2 separate regions of the Anas platyrhynchos genome follow, and region 1 is linked to region 2. A link is a contact called in public Hi-C data. All regions are on one chromosome and are shown on one strand. The core of a region is the stretch at or near the end of the contact, and the rest is flanking DNA. Distances in the headings are between cores, read along the strand shown. Region 1 has its middle 21 kb from the start of PDZD2. Region 2 overlaps PDZD2 (PDZ domain containing 2).

What was found. A called contact is a pair of places that touch in the nucleus more often than the background predicts.
Region 1: a Hi-C map of liver shows a contact between it and region 2, with 1.8 times the contacts expected there. The contact joins two enhancer-like sites. A contact is called at or near these places in 2 of 8 Hi-C or Micro-C datasets (liver and subcutaneous adipose tissue).

Annotation. Positions count from the first base shown.
Region 1 is chrZ:11,311,887-11,314,586 of IASCAAS_PekinDuck_T2T, forward strand. No RefSeq gene overlaps it. Among named protein-coding and RNA genes, the nearest start is that of PDZD2, 21 kb to the left of the region's middle. Within about 2 kb of position 1,450, at least 3 of the 8 cell types and tissues checked have an H3K27ac peak or open chromatin away from gene starts, as enhancers often do.
Region 2 is chrZ:11,236,729-11,239,428 of IASCAAS_PekinDuck_T2T, forward strand. All of the region lies in intron 1 of PDZD2 (PDZ domain containing 2), which reads right to left. Among named protein-coding and RNA genes, the nearest start is that of PDZD2, 54 kb to the right of the region's middle. Within about 2 kb of position 1,288, at least 1 of the 8 cell types and tissues checked has an H3K27ac peak or open chromatin away from gene starts, as enhancers often do.

The sequences.
Region 1 (2,700 bases), core at 200-2,699, 75 kb after region 2:
CAGGCATTTCATCAAAGGAGGCAGTGCAGGTGGTAGGGCCCAGTTTGCACTTCATTAATCTTTGACCACTCCCAAGCACCTTCCTCCCTGTTACACGCTGGAAATGGACTCAAGAGGACGTGCTTCCTGTGCTTGCCTGGCACTTGAGACTGCACCATGTTCCCTGTCCTAAGGACAGGCATACATGTAACTTTTATCTTTCCCCTCTCCCCAAGGACTTCCCCCAGTCGCTGTGGTTTCCCCTGGTTGAAGCTCGCCATCTCTCTCAGCCCCCTGGGGTGAAACCCCTCATGGATCTTCATGTACACACATCCAGCAGTCCCTAGTGCCAGCTATCCCCTCCATCCTAAGCTACCGGGGCACACATTGGTATCTGGTTTAGGCTTTTCCAGCATTTTCCATGTTTCATGTCAGTCATCTCCCCCAACCATTGGCAGCCCTGTGGCATTCACTTTGGGTATGTGCAGCTCTCTCTCAAGCCCTCTTGATCTGCAGTGCTGGGTGCAGGAAGCCACGGGCAGGAGACAAGCCTCAGAGAAGCCTCCAGAGCAGCCTGGGCAATTGTCTGTGCCTCTGAAACCAGCCAGCAGCAAATCTGAGAGCCCTGAGAGGCTCAGAGACAGATGTGGGAGAGCTGGAACTCATCTGATTGCAGCCAGAGGGCTGAGCAGACTCGAACCCCATTCATTACTGCAACCCCACAGGGTGAACGCTCAGATTTCTGCACTCTGTTCTGTGCAGCTGATGAATGTTGCCTGCAAGACACGCTAAGAGCAGGATAGTCACCAACCTGCTCATACCTTTAGTTATCTTCTAAGCAATTGCTTTCTGAAGACACACTTCAATTAAAGCTGAAGCAATGGTCTCTTCTCTCCATCACTGCACAGGGTAAATGAAAACATACCAGTTATTTCTGCTGCTCATGGCTCACAAATCCCTAACCCTCGTGCTGACTGTCAGCCAATGTGATCTTGGCAGCACGTCCTGTCCATTCTCTATAAAAAGGGGGGGAAAAAGAGGATACTTTAATACCAACAACAGAAGACCTCTTCCTTTAGAAGAATGTAAGAAGTTGGTTCAAATGCCTCTCTGTAAATGCTGTGTGCAGATTCCCCTGCATATCAGCGCCACTCATGCAGAAGGGATCCTGTATCTCTTTGGCTGAGTGTCTCAGGTTTGGGGATATTAAAATACGTGTAAATCTTCAGCTGGACTGCTGTCAGTGCCGGTGCCTAACATCAGGCAACATCTTTGCAGCAAGCAATTTACTAATGCAGTGAATTTAGCTCCATTTCCTGTTTGCAATGCATCCAACAGACAGACCTCAGTTGTTATTCTAAATGTGTTTATAATTCCATTTTATTTCAGCCTGTTTTATTTGTACATGTTCCAGCTTATGGAAGGTCACAGGCACTCTGTTTCAAGTACAACCGCTCACCCCCATGACGTGTTGTTTTCCTGGATGACTGAAACCTTTGTGAACGGTCGACTGTTCCTCTCCCACGCAGGCACGAGCACAGCCCCAGACGCATCTGCAGCATGTTGACTGGTGGGCATGAGCCAGACCCCTTTACGCACAGCTCTCCAGTCTCTCCTGCTGTTCTCAGGGAAGCGCTTCAACCCCAAATGTCTCCCTGGTGCGCACGGGGCAGGATCACTGGGAGAGCAGCCTCCAGGAGAAGAAGCTCAGGTCCATAGCTCACAGCCCGCCTGGACCGAGAGCAGCACCCACGCCAGCCCAGAGGCAGAGAAGCTTCCTCACCGCCGGCCCCAGGCCAGCTCCTCTTTCACACAGGAGTGGGGCAGAGAGCAATAAAGCTTGTAGCCATGCAAGAGCTTTTCAAAATGCCATTAAGAACATTGCATAAGGCGCCTCAGGAATCGCAGGCCTCACTGGAAGAAGCAGCCCTCCTGGAGCCATGTGTGTTCAGGCATGAGCGTGACTTCTCCATCAGGCTGTCTTCTCCACAGCTGAGGTGGGTTACTGCGAGGTTGCTGCTAGGAGAAATGACCTGGTTTGGCTAAATTTCTTCTGCAGGTCCCTTGAACGCAGGGCCTGAGATTTTTAATGGCATGTAGGCGTACTATTTAGCATTGCAAAACTGACATATTACTTAGCTAAATCTTACTTTCGGAAGTGACTGAGGTCCTCTGGAGATTATGGAGTCAGAGCAGGATTCTAAGAACTGGTTATAACATGACTCTGTTTGAACAGGCAGAAAACAAAGAAGGACCTATAAAGACACTCTGACAGTGGCAGAGAAAGCTTACAAACTCCCTGCCATTTTACTTTACAATACACCACTGAAGTCTTCTCCTAACACCTACTTCCAAGATCAATCCTAGGGCAAAGGGAAAAAGAAGAGCTGTACAAAAGGAAGGAGTAGAGAATAGCAACACGTGCTAGTCCTGCTGGACTAGTGCATTAGGTGATGGCAAATCCTGTCTCAGAAGACATCAAATGCACCAGAAGGGAAGGAACTGAGTGATGTACTGGGAGTCAGGACAGCAAAAATGGAACAGTAAAATATTTCAGTCTGTTTTGCCAGGAAAACAGGACTTAATGCAATCAAACTGTAAACGCATCTATGCCTCTACCTTCTCCTACTTATCCCATTATAGAAGTGAAGCAGCCTTCAAAATAATTTGTCTACAACTTCCATAAAATTAAATGGCCCACTAGAGAAGATGCTTTTTAGA
Region 2 (2,700 bases), core at 38-2,537:
CTGAAAAATTAGCCTTTACCTACCATTCTTCCACCCACATAAGATGTGCTCCCAAGGGCTCAAATACCACCCACATAAATGAACTGGATATCTTGTTCTTTATTTCCCAGAGAAAGGTTTTAGTTATGACTCAGGAACTAACAACCCTTCTTCTCAATCTCCAGCTTTTTGGTTCAAGACACTGAGTTAAACACAGGGGACAGAAGAGAAGAGGGGTTCCTTTTTTCAGTCTTTCTTAAGGAAGGGTCAACCTAAATCATTGGTTATAGAAGAATATGAATACTTTCTTGAAATTAGTTGAGGCTGGAATTGTCAAAAAGCATATATGGATATTCAGAGCAAAACAACTTTTTTTTTTTTCAACAAACTGAGCTGTTTCTTCCTACATCAGCCTCCTCAAAGGAGTAATATAAAGTATCTGCAATAATCACTTTCTTGTAGGGGGGAAGGAAATAAAGAGGGTCATTAAAATGTCCCATTACCGATTTTTAAAAGGTGATTTGTGCAAATGGCTAACACACAATCCTCCAGGATAACCCCTCAGGCATTTCTAGCTGAGCCTAAACTTCCAGAAAAACATACATACAGTTATTCTAAAAATTCCTTTTATCCCCTGAGTGATATCACTTTATAATTGCTTAAAAGGTTATGTTTGAAAGACAGTGTTAGTCTTTCATATACAGATAAAGGCATTGTACTTGTTTTCTCAAAGTCATCTGTGCATTCCTGTACCAGAGAAATAAGTTCACCACCAGCAAAAGACATTCATTTACTATTTTTTATTCAAGCATAGCTTTCATTTCTTTTACTTTTTAATTAGCAACTAATAGAAAAAAGAAAAAAAAAAAAGGAAAAAAAAAAAAAGGAAAAAAAAAGGAAAAAAAAAGTAACAACGGGGAAAATTCACCTAGGAACTGAATAGAGACTTTTCACTACAAGACGTGCCATTGCTGAAAGACAGTTTTACTGTAACTGTCCTTCAGTGACAAAACTGAATCTCTTTTATTCTGGATTACCCAGTGGCACAAATCAGATACAGGCACACGGTTATGTTTCTGCTGAATTCGCCAGAGTGCACAGTTACAGGTCAGCTCTATGCTATCCATAGGAATACTACTGATATTTGACCTGGCATAAAAATTTATATCTTACGCTGGCAGGCTTTAGGAGTTCTTGAGCAAATTTGAATTGACAGTGAGTTTTATAGCAGTCAGCATATTGTATCTCATGGCCTCAATGCTTTGAATCCAGCTGTAGGAGCCCTAAAGCTGGATTTATAGCACAGTCAAACCACAGCCTTGGGTTTGACCTCAACACCAGTAACCAACAGGAACACAGGGACATGACAATTGGGATATCTGTTCCCTAACATCAGCTGAATTCCCATCTGGGTTCATCTCCTCAGGCTCCCTTTCTGGCCAATAAAGAGAAACGGACACTGTCAGGAAATGGTTATCTGACCTGTTATAGATACTTACTTTCAGGCAAGATGCATGATCTCTTGCAGGTGCACTTTCTACTCCACTGCCTGAAAAAAATGTGTGGCTAACTCAAATAGAGGTATCTGAATATGATGTGATGAATCCCACTCTGTGACATGTCGATAACCAGTCAAGCTGGACACAGAAAAATGGTATAGCATAGCTAAATAAATGCAGTGGCAAACTTTCTATCAACTTTTGCAGAAAGGTTCCCCACAATGCCTTCTTCGCTGTTCTGATTTTCAAGTATTTGACTAAATCAAAAATCAAAAGACTTGCGCAAACATCTAGACTACCTAAATCAACCCTAGTAATTGCTGGGATGTTTACAGTATCAGCCCAAGCAAGCCCTGAGAACAAAGAACAGTTCACAAAGAGGACACCGACATAGGCAAGAGCAGAAATGCAAAGCTCATGCAGGAAATGCTGCACAGCAAAAGGGGCCCAAAAAAGTTAGGTAAAAACCATGCCTTATACTTGGATTTGTTTTGGAAACCTCACCACCAGTACAACAGTGCACAGCATGGCTCTCTACACTAGGTATTTTTTGTGCAATCATAGTATCTGAGCCACTGGAAGTTAGTAAAATCCTTAGTTAAGGTAATGTGATAACCCCCATTTTTATTGTGAGGGAAGAGAGCTACAAAAAGGCTACTGAGTGCATCCTACAGAGCCTTACATAAAGCCTTCCTGTAGCCATAATCCCACTGGAAAAATTGGTAAGTGTCATTTGTGTCTCTGCCAAGCCAGAGGTTGCAGTGCTGGGACACCACATCCTCTTGCTGAGCACCAATACTGCCTAAGACATCTTGCATGAGCGTGAGCATCCCTCCTGACCTCTCCCTACCATCCTACCTGTGGGTGGGCTGCTCGGCTGTGTGGGAGGTGATCAGGGTGAGGCTGTCCTGTGGGAAGGGAGCGAGGCTCCCCTAAATTTGCCCTCCCCCAGTCCCAGAGCCTGGCAGCTCTTCCATAGCTGCATGGGCTTGGAATAACAAAATCCCAGCGTGCTGATGTGCACGTGTCCATGTCCATACAATTCTACATCGCTGCTCTCCCAGCTTCTTTCTTTCCCCCACAATATTCATGGACATTTTCTTTTGACTTCAGTCACAGCTTTACACATATTCTAGATGTGAGAGTCCCTATAAGCAAGTTCCCACATAGAGACATTTCCACAACGTGTTAAAGACCTGACCAACAGCAGAGAAACTGCAGA